Regions from separate parts of the Mus musculus genome. Here region 2 is linked to region 1. Evidence: chromatin contacts called from public HiChIP or PLAC-seq data. All regions are on one chromosome and are shown on one strand. Each heading gives the region's core, a stretch centred on a gene start, on an enhancer-like site or on the middle of the called end of the contact. The rest is flanking DNA. Distances are from core to core; before and after follow the strand shown.

Region 1 (4,416 bases), core at 837-3,336:
CCAGCACTCGGGAGGCAGAGGCAGGCGGATTTCTGAGTTTGAGGCCAGCCTGGTCTACAAAGTGAGTTCCAGGACAGCCAGGGCTACACAGAGAAACCCTGTCTCGAAAAACCAAAAAAAAAAAAAAAAAAAAAAAAAAAGAGGGAGAAAGTGCTTCTGCTCAGACCCTGAGCAGGGCTTTCCCATCCTGAGCTGGCAGGTTTATGGCCCATTAAATCCCTGGGAACGGGGGAAGATGGGGGTGGGACATGCAGGAAGAAGGATGTTATAACAAGGACACTAAGGAGTCAGAGATGTCAGATGGAAACACTTGGGTGAGGTGTCATAACTTGTGTCCCCCAGAAGTACCTTCCTCAGAGGGGCCTCCTGGAAGCCCCGAACACATCCTACTTCCCATACTCTCTTCCAGGGGTCCCAGTGCTATGGGTCTTTGGAAATAAATACAGAAATCACTGATGGATAATAGCCTGCTCAAGCTATCAAATCTTTCCCCTGCTTGTCAGGGGGCTGGCCTAGGTCACAGAGACAGCCTAGATCCTTAACTCCTCCTCTGTCATTCCTAAAAGGGACATTGTCAGCCCCACAAACACAAATCCACTCTTCAAATAAGGCTCAAAGAGCGTGGAATGCCAGGATCCCAGGTTAGAGGTTAAATTCCAGAGCAGAAGCAGACAATGAGACCCTAAGCCTGGTGAGGACACCCTCCTCCAACCTCTCTGTAGGATCAAAGCTGCCGGTGTAGGCTGTGATCCTAGGCCAGAGAGAGGAGCAGGCCAGACTCAAGAAGGGAGGAAGCTCCTTTGCTTGGATTGTTCTGATGGAGTCGTTCCCCTACAGAGGTTCAAAGGCTGGTGCTGGGGCAGGGAGAGGGTGATGTGAAGAGAATTTGGCAACGGATAGGGAAGTAGCTGGACCAGAAAAATAGGGCTTCCTGTTGATGGAGGAGTCCAGGTGTACTGCTATTCCTTGTTCATCTCCCCAGACTTGTCCTAGAAACTCCCCAGGGATGCGCAGACTCCCCATCTGTGAGATGTAAGGGACCTCCACAGAGAGTAACAAGTAGTGCTTGCCTGGAAGTGAGGCCAGATCCATTTCCCAGATATGGGAGACCGTTTACTCTTTGCTGAGGACTCTTCCTGTCTGATGGGAGAATTAGGGATATATCCAGATCCTTAGTTTTTTTTCTCTTCCCCAACTGTCATCTACTGTCATCAGATCTCAAAAGCACCAGTCCTTTCCCCTATGACATCGTGGGCTTTTCTAGTAAACCAATTTTCTACTGTGTCTCCGTGCCCCCTCCTCACTTTCCCATCCCCTTAATTCCATACCCTTTCCAGCCCCCCGACTCTCCACTCCACCCCATCTTCTTGGCTTAGCACAAGACCCACCAGTAACCACGTTTTAGGGAGCTTAGTTCTAGGTAGGAAGACGGGTCTTGGTTTCTTTAAAATTGAGTTTGGATGTAACTCAGTGGTAGAGTGCTTGCCTAGTATGAGAAATAGGGAACGAAAAGGAGTGGGGGTGGGGAGGAGGAGGAGGAGGATCTTCGTCGTCGTCATCATAACCATCATCTCCAGTCCCGAGAAAGAAAACGCAAAACAAAATCAAGTTTGGAATAGCCAGGAAGGAAAAAGATGAGACTGGAGCGTCAGCTACCGCTTCCTCAAAGAGCCTCTCACCGGGCATCTCTTCAACAAACAGCATTGCAAAGCTTTCAACCGTCTCGATTCTCCGTCTCCCTGAGACCATTTGGCTCCATCTTGCCCCAAATCAAGTTTATTACAAGGACACACTAGGAGACCCTGAACAGTTGGTGGCAGCATGATGGAAGTTACGAGTCTGGGAAGATACCCCGTGGGTCAGGTACCTGAGGATAGCTCATCTTTCTTCCGGAATCAGTTAACAGGAGTAGGATGGGGGCAAGGTGGGGATACTCCGCTTCTAAGCCCTGAAGATGCGGAGTGGGTGAGGGGTCTTTTCGCCATGGGCGAAGGTAGCAAGGTAGCAAGGTAGGCGGGGAGATGATTCTTTCCGATCTGAGACTGGACAAGGCGAAGAGAGGCTCCGCCAGGAGGAGGAGCCGACTCCCACGTCTAGCCGTCCGGGCTCCCTTAGGTCGTGGCTCTGCTATAAAGCCTCCACCAGCATGATCGCGACGCCTAGGGTGGCTTCATTGGTGATTGACCCTAGGCTGGGCAGCGTCTTTCCCCTCAAGCACCATGCAGCTCCTTCTTGCTCTGCTGGCGCTGGCATACGTGGCCCCCTCTACTGAAGGTATCCTCGGGTGACCCTCTGCGCCCCCAGGACCCGGTACCCTTGCTAGCGCGCTCCGGCTGCGCGTTGTTCGTGCAGGGAACCGTGAGGCTGCAGCGGACCTGGTTGTGTGAGCGGGGGCGCCTACACGTGTCCGCGGGAGGCTGCGGGAGAGGGGGATGTGTGCTCGCATGTGTGTGGCCGCGGGGTGTCCGCGTGTTGGACGCTCGTGTGATCTGTGGTGAGGATGCTTCTCTGACCCGCCTGGATCCACGGTCCTTTTCGCACCTTGGTTCTCCTGGGTTTGCCCGTGGGTGGCGAGTGGCCGACTGTCCTGCAGAGACTCTGAACCGGTAACTGTTGCCCACCCAGAACAAGCGCAGCAGGTTGGATGTATTGGGGTCCCGGTGTTCCCTTCTTCTGACTCTAGGGTCCTGCCCTCTGAGCTTCAAGCTCCCTTCTCCCCTTCCCCCAGTGCTGGATTGGGAGCCTGGCGGGGGGCATCCTAAGACCCAAGTCCCTGGCCAAGCCGGTCTTTCCAGACAAGGTGATTTTCGTTTAAAGATTAATGGTGAGACCGAGCTCTTAATTATTCTTCTAGGTGGGAGGTGGAGGTAGAGGCGTGTTAATATTTGATAAGGAGCTAAAGGCGATTCTAGCGGTTGGCACCTTCTCCAATACCCCATAGCTCTTCACGAAGACTTCATCTCTTAGTCCGCAGGGAAGCTTTCCCGTCCAACGGGCCAGAACTCCCTTCCAGAGTTGGGTGCTCTGCCCTGGAATGGATAGTGGGGCGTACGGTGGGGACGTGAGGGGTCTCTCAGACCAGAAGGAGAGAGAGTATTCCCCGTTGCAGGACTTAGTTTGGAGGATGTAAGGCATCTTGCAACAACTCCTTCTTAGTGGAGGGAAAAGAGCAACTAATATAATGTTAAAGGGCGGAGTGTGTGTGTGTGTGTGTGTGTGTGTGTGTGTGTCTAGGGGTTGGGCACTTAAAACGACTTAGTAAAAAGGAAAATGTTTTTAAATTAACCAGTGCCTTGTAGCTGTTCACGTTGGTTAAGACGTATAAAGTATTCTGTCGTTTACAAACCGGGTTTAGTAGTTGTGTTCCTGGGTGCTGTTTTAAGGATAAAGAGTATAAGAGTTTAGGCAGTGTCCTTGGGCTCTGGGCAGAAAGCACTCTACAAGAAGGTCATGAGACCTGGCCAGTGACCTGGGGCCATGTAGGTAGGACTCCATCTCAGCTGACTTCTTCACACAACAGTTCCCATTTTAGTGGCAGGACCACCTTCCTTCATGCATAGTCCTGGCGGAACTGGAAAGTGCACAGGTAGCTGGTAAACAAATCCTCAGCATTAAATCCCAGAGAGAAGGGATATCCCAGCCCTTTGGAGCACTGAGATTCCTAGCCAGGTAGTTCGAAGACTTTGCTCGGGGCATACCCTGTTCTGCTGAACTGGTTACTGGAGTCTTTCCCCCTTCCGTCAGAGTGAGCAAGGTCCATTAAAATTCAGTCCTCTGTAAAAGGCTCCTGGACCATGAGCCAAAAATAAATCCTTACCTTAAAAGGGGGAGGGGGAGGCTTGTAACTAGGGACAAAGGACAGTGGCTTAGTGGGGGGGAGGGGGGCAACGTTTTTGTCTCTAACCCCTGGTGGTGGTCTAGGTAGGACACAGAGCTGGGAGCCTCTCTGATCTCCCTTATCACGGGCGTGACCAGGGGCAGTGGGCTTGTTATTCTCTGCAAAGGTTGCCCCTCAGAAGCAAGTGTGGGAGCCTGAGCTGACCGGTGCCCTGCCATCTTACCTCTGACCTCTGACCCCTGACCCCTGGCTCTGCATCCTCAGCATTGTTTTTCTGGCCACCACCTCCCAGAGAGTGTCGTTACAAGAGTGTTCAGCCAAGCAGGTCAAAAGGCTCTATGATTAAGACGGTGGATCAGAGGTCACACTACAAACCAGGGATCTGGGGCCAGAGCCAGGGAAGAGAAGATTCCTGAGAAATGCCCAGATGGGCTACTCCTGAGGCAAGCCTGCCGGCTCTGCCCTTCCGAGTTGGCCTTTTCCAGGAATAGCTTCCCCTTGGGCCCCAAGTGTTAAGGAGGGGCTGCTCTCCCATGACTCTTCACTGGAAGCCTGTTCTCCTTCCGGGCCCAGTGACA
Region 2 (4,416 bases), core at 1,209-3,708, 310 kb after region 1:
GTTATCTATTCCAGTCTGCTCCTGTAAATGAAATGGAAACTGTCCAAATACGAATCTTGCTTTGTTGTGGGGTTGAATGACCAGTGATGTTGATGGAGGAAGGGTTACATTTTGGAGTGCTGGTTTACTTAAGTTATTTTATCGCTTCTGACCCTGTGGCGTATCCTGGAACAATTAAAGAACTTTTTAAAAACCAATAACTTGGCCTAGGCATGATGGTGCACAACTTTTATAATATACTTGAAAGGTAGAGTCAGGATGATCTTTAAGAGTTTAGGGCTGGAGAGATGGCTCAGCAGTTAAGGGCACTGACTGCTTTTCCAAAGGTCCTGAGTTCAAATCCCAGCAACCAAGTGGTGGCTCAAAACCATCTGTAATGGGATCTGACACCCTCTTCTGGATGACAGCTACAGTGTACTTATATATAATTAATTAATTAATTTTTAAAAGGTCAGATTAGTTTACATAAGTAGTTCCAGGCCAAAGAGGAAAAAAACTGAAAACAAACAAACAAACAAAGAAAACACCCACCCCCAAATATTTGGGGCAGAAAAAAACAGCCCAGTTGTTAAGAGCACTTACTTCCATAGGGGTCCAACGCCCTCTTCTGGCCTCCACTGGTGCCCCTCCAACTCTTTTGCACACAACTTAAAAAATTATTTTTAAATAACATAATCTTGATATGTGGGAAAAGTTTGTCTGTCCAACCAAGACTCATTTTGAATATTGACTAAAGACAGCCATTCCTCAGCATGCATGAATGCCTGGGTAGTTCTGTGGACTTTCAGGCTGCTGACAGGCAGGGTGGGAGGGTTACTGAGAGAGAGTGCTGTTCCTGGGTTACACACAAGGAAGAAGGAGGGGAAGGAAGGGGGAGGGGTGCCCCCCCCCACAAGCTGCCTGGTCTGTCATCTCGGTCTGTCTGTGGCTAAGGCTGTGGAGGCCTGGTCCTGGCAGTTGAGAACTCAGCTCGACCTCTGACACCCGTGGTTCCAGCCTATGTAGGAATTTCTTTCCTCTTGCCAGAATCCATTCTCTCACCAGTTCAGTGGTCACGGTTGTGCGGGCCAGTGGCCTCTCATTCTTGGATTCCCCTCCACTAGAAATGGTCCATCTCTGGCTGCTCTGATGAGTGAATCAGGACTGTGTTCCATAGCTCTTCAGTTGGGTTGCTTGTGTGTGTGTGTGGGGGGGGTTATTTGTTTGTTTGGCTTTGCTTTTTTGTATTTTTGAGACAGGTTTTCTCTGTGTAGCCCTGCCTGTCCTGGAACTCTGTAGTCCAGGCTGGTCTCGAACTCAGAGATCTGCCTGCCTCTGCTTCTCAGTGCTAAGATTTTTTTTTTTTTTCGAGACAGGCTTTCTCTGTGTAGACCTGGCTGTCCTGGAATTCACTGTAGACCAGGCTGGCCTCGAACTCAGAGATCTGCCTGCCTCTGCCTCCCAAGTGCTGGGACTACAGGCATGTGCCACCACTGTCCAGCCTCAGTGCCAAGATTTTAAAGGTGTGAGCCACCTTCTGTCTGAGGAACTAGTACCTCAAAGACAAATATCATAACTATCCAGTGTATAGGGCGTTCCAGGTTACAGGATGGCAACCTGTAATTTATGGCTGAGGTGAGATACATTCTACAAATGTGCCTGTTTTTCAGATGAGGAGCTAGAAAGATGTCTGGTTCAGGGGTGGGGCAGAGTGTTCATTCCTCTGTGTGACTGCTGTGTGTGTGTGTGTGTGTGTGTGTGTGTGTGTGTGTGTGTGTGTGTGCACGTGCCTGTGTGTGTGTGTGTGTGTGTGTGTATGTGTGTGTGTGTGTGTATGTGTGTGTGTGTGTGTGTATGTGTGTGTATGTGTGTGTGTATGTGTGTGTGTGTGTGTGTGTGTGTGTGCACGCGCCTGTGTGTGGTTATGAATGGAAAAACAACTGTTGGGGGGAGGGTTAAGATCTGTGCCCTTGGGGGCTCATTGCTTAAGAACGCCGCTCTTCCGGGGAACCGGAGTTCAATTTCCAGCCCTCCTGTTGGGTGTTGCACAGGCAGCTGTAGCTCTAGCTCCAGGGCAATCTACCTCCCAGGGCACCAGCACTTAGGTGCACAAACATACACAATGAAAAATGAACGTAGTTTTTAAAAGAAAAGAGAAAAGTGCTTTGCCTTTCCTAAGATGGGCATGGTGGTGATGCCTCCATCCCCAGTCTTGAAACAGGGGGACTCCAGGTTGGAGATCATGTGTGAAACATACACACACACACACACACACACACACAGAGAGAGAGAGAGAGAGAGAGAGAGAGAGAGAGAGAGAGAGAGAGAGAGAGAGAAAGAAAGTCTGGAAAGTAGATAACAAACTTTGAGGGAAGACGTAATTGTAAGGAAAAAAGGGTCATGGGATAGGGACAGCACCAGCAGGGGAGGTGCAGCTGTCCCTCACAGGGACAGAGCAGTCCTTGCATCTGGCTGTCAGAGAGGTCATTATGTGAATCATGAGGATGGTATTTTTAAGGTATTTCTTCCTCATAGTTAGAGGAGGTTCTCCCATGGAGTCAGTGAGCAGATTGCTTTTGGAGACTTCCTGGCCCTGTCTTGCACCTGGTGAATTTTTTCCTCCTCTGGTGATAAGGGACAGGCGCGTTCCCATTCCATACATTGTGACAGAGGCGGTTTGTGGCTTTAGGGCTTGAGAACTTGCTAGGGTTGGTTCCGATTTCTTGCTGTTTGGGGTTTTGGGGTTTGTTTTTTGGTTTGTCCCAGCAAGGTCACTATTTTTATTTGAGTCTGATCTGAGCTGCCCTGCTTCACTCAGAGATAATTTTCCTTTGTGCCTCTGATCAGGTTACCACACCTTGATAGGGTAACTTTTTTTTGGTTTGTTTATTGTGTTTTGCAAAACGGGGTTTCTTTGTCTGGATCTGACTGTCCTGGAACTCACTCTGTAGACCAGGCTGGCCTCAAACTCAGAGATCCACCTGCCTCTGCCTCTCAAGTACTGGGATTAAAGGCATGAGGTACCACACTCTGTCTAGGGTAACTCTAATAAGCTAAAATAACAGCCTCGAGACCCAGGAGTGTCTTCTAAAGAAAGAGCCATGGCTGAGATGTGGCTTTGTGACCGACCTGTTCCTCAGCAGCGGCCAACAGTGGTTCCAGGAGCAAGAGTAGACAGAGTCCCTCAGCATCTGTAACACAGCTTCCTCAAAGAGCCATATGGAGATGTTGTGTTATTTGAGCGTGCGTATGTTGGTGTGTGTGTGTGTGTGTGTGTGTGGGAAACAGGAGCTGTATACTTTGCAAATTAACAGGAGACCAAAACAGGAAAAAATATATCTTGCAATGTTAAGAGTTCTGCTTGCAGTTAAGACAGTTAAAAATAAATCCCTAGCCGGGCATGGTGGCGCACACCTTTAATCCCAGCACTCGGGAGGCAGAGGCAGGCAGATTTCTGAGTTCGAGGCCAGCCTGGTCTACAGAGTGAGTTCTTGGACAGCCAGGGGTACACAGAGAAACCCTGTCTCGGAAAACAAAACAAAACAAAAAACCCCTGTTTGTCCTATGTTAAGTCCTTGCAAGTTAAGGTTTACATTTGTAATTAAGAACAAGTTCCTGTTTGTCCTGTCCTAATTTCTAGTTAAAGAATAAGTCCTTGTTTGCCCTGTGTTAAAACCTTGAAAAATAAGGTTTCTGTTTGTAATTAAGAATAAGTTAGATCTTAGAGCTGATGTAAACTGCTTGCAACCCCATTCGCAAGATGTAATCCTTGCTTTGTTCCTCCCCTTTTATTGTATCTTTCTCACAGTGTGTAACAGCCAAGTCTCTGGCCTTAGGGCTCCTAGAAAATGGCTTCAGGAGACCAGGACAGGTTGCTCTCTTAAAGCTGGACTTAGGGTTAGGTAGCCATCTGGACAGTCCTGGGTGTGTCTCAGAATACAGCTTGCTTTAATTGAACAGTTGTGGAGCTGGTCTTTCTCTTGGGGGCTTTCAGGTTTAACAATAGATAGATGGATAGAAAGACAGAAAGATGGATGGATGGATGGATGGGGTGGGAGTGTAGGAGCTTGCTATAGCACCCCCATGAGATCTAAAATTTCATGGAACCAGTTCGCCCCTTCCACCCTTATGTTCCGGGAATCAAACTCTGGTGGTCAGCCTCACACGGCAAAGTGTCTTTACCCACTGAAGCATCTTCCTGGCCCATATTGAAGAGGGTTTTTGTTTTTTGTTTTTGTTTTTGTTTTTTGGTTTTTTTTGTAAATTCAAATATTCTGGAAAGGACACATAAAACAATTAATTTCCGTGGCCTGTAAGGGAGGGGAATTGAATGACTGAATGGTGGAGATGTGAGGAGACACCGAAACTGGAGTGGAGTTCTTTGGAAAGTCTGTTGGCTGGTGTTTTGCTAGGGTAACCATGTGAAGGCACGGCGCC

Evidence for each region. HiChIP or PLAC-seq counts read pairs in DNA pulled down with a chosen protein or histone mark.
Region 2: a contact with region 1 is called in an H3K27ac HiChIP or PLAC-seq map of extraembryonic endoderm stem cells. The contact joins the enhancer-like site here to the promoter of Car4 in region 1. A contact is called at or near these places in 5 of 39 promoter capture datasets (the C10 cell line, the HPC-7 cell line, liver and 1 more) and 1 of 115 datasets of contacts at active chromatin or transcription factors (extraembryonic endoderm stem cells).

What each region holds. Positions count from the first base shown.
Region 1 is chr11:84,955,668-84,960,083 of GRCm38.p6, forward strand. Car4 (carbonic anhydrase 4) reads left to right here and starts at 2,087. Exons shown (of 8, transcript NM_007607.2): 1 at 2,087-2,274. The coding sequence starts at 2,220.
Region 2 is chr11:85,263,878-85,268,293 of GRCm38.p6, forward strand. No RefSeq gene overlaps it. Among named protein-coding and RNA genes, the nearest start is that of Appbp2os, 31 kb to the left of the region's middle. Within about 2 kb of position 2,459, at least 26 of the 459 cell types and tissues checked have an H3K27ac peak or open chromatin away from gene starts, as enhancers often do. A contact at or near this core is called in extraembryonic endoderm stem cells, where this site is marked.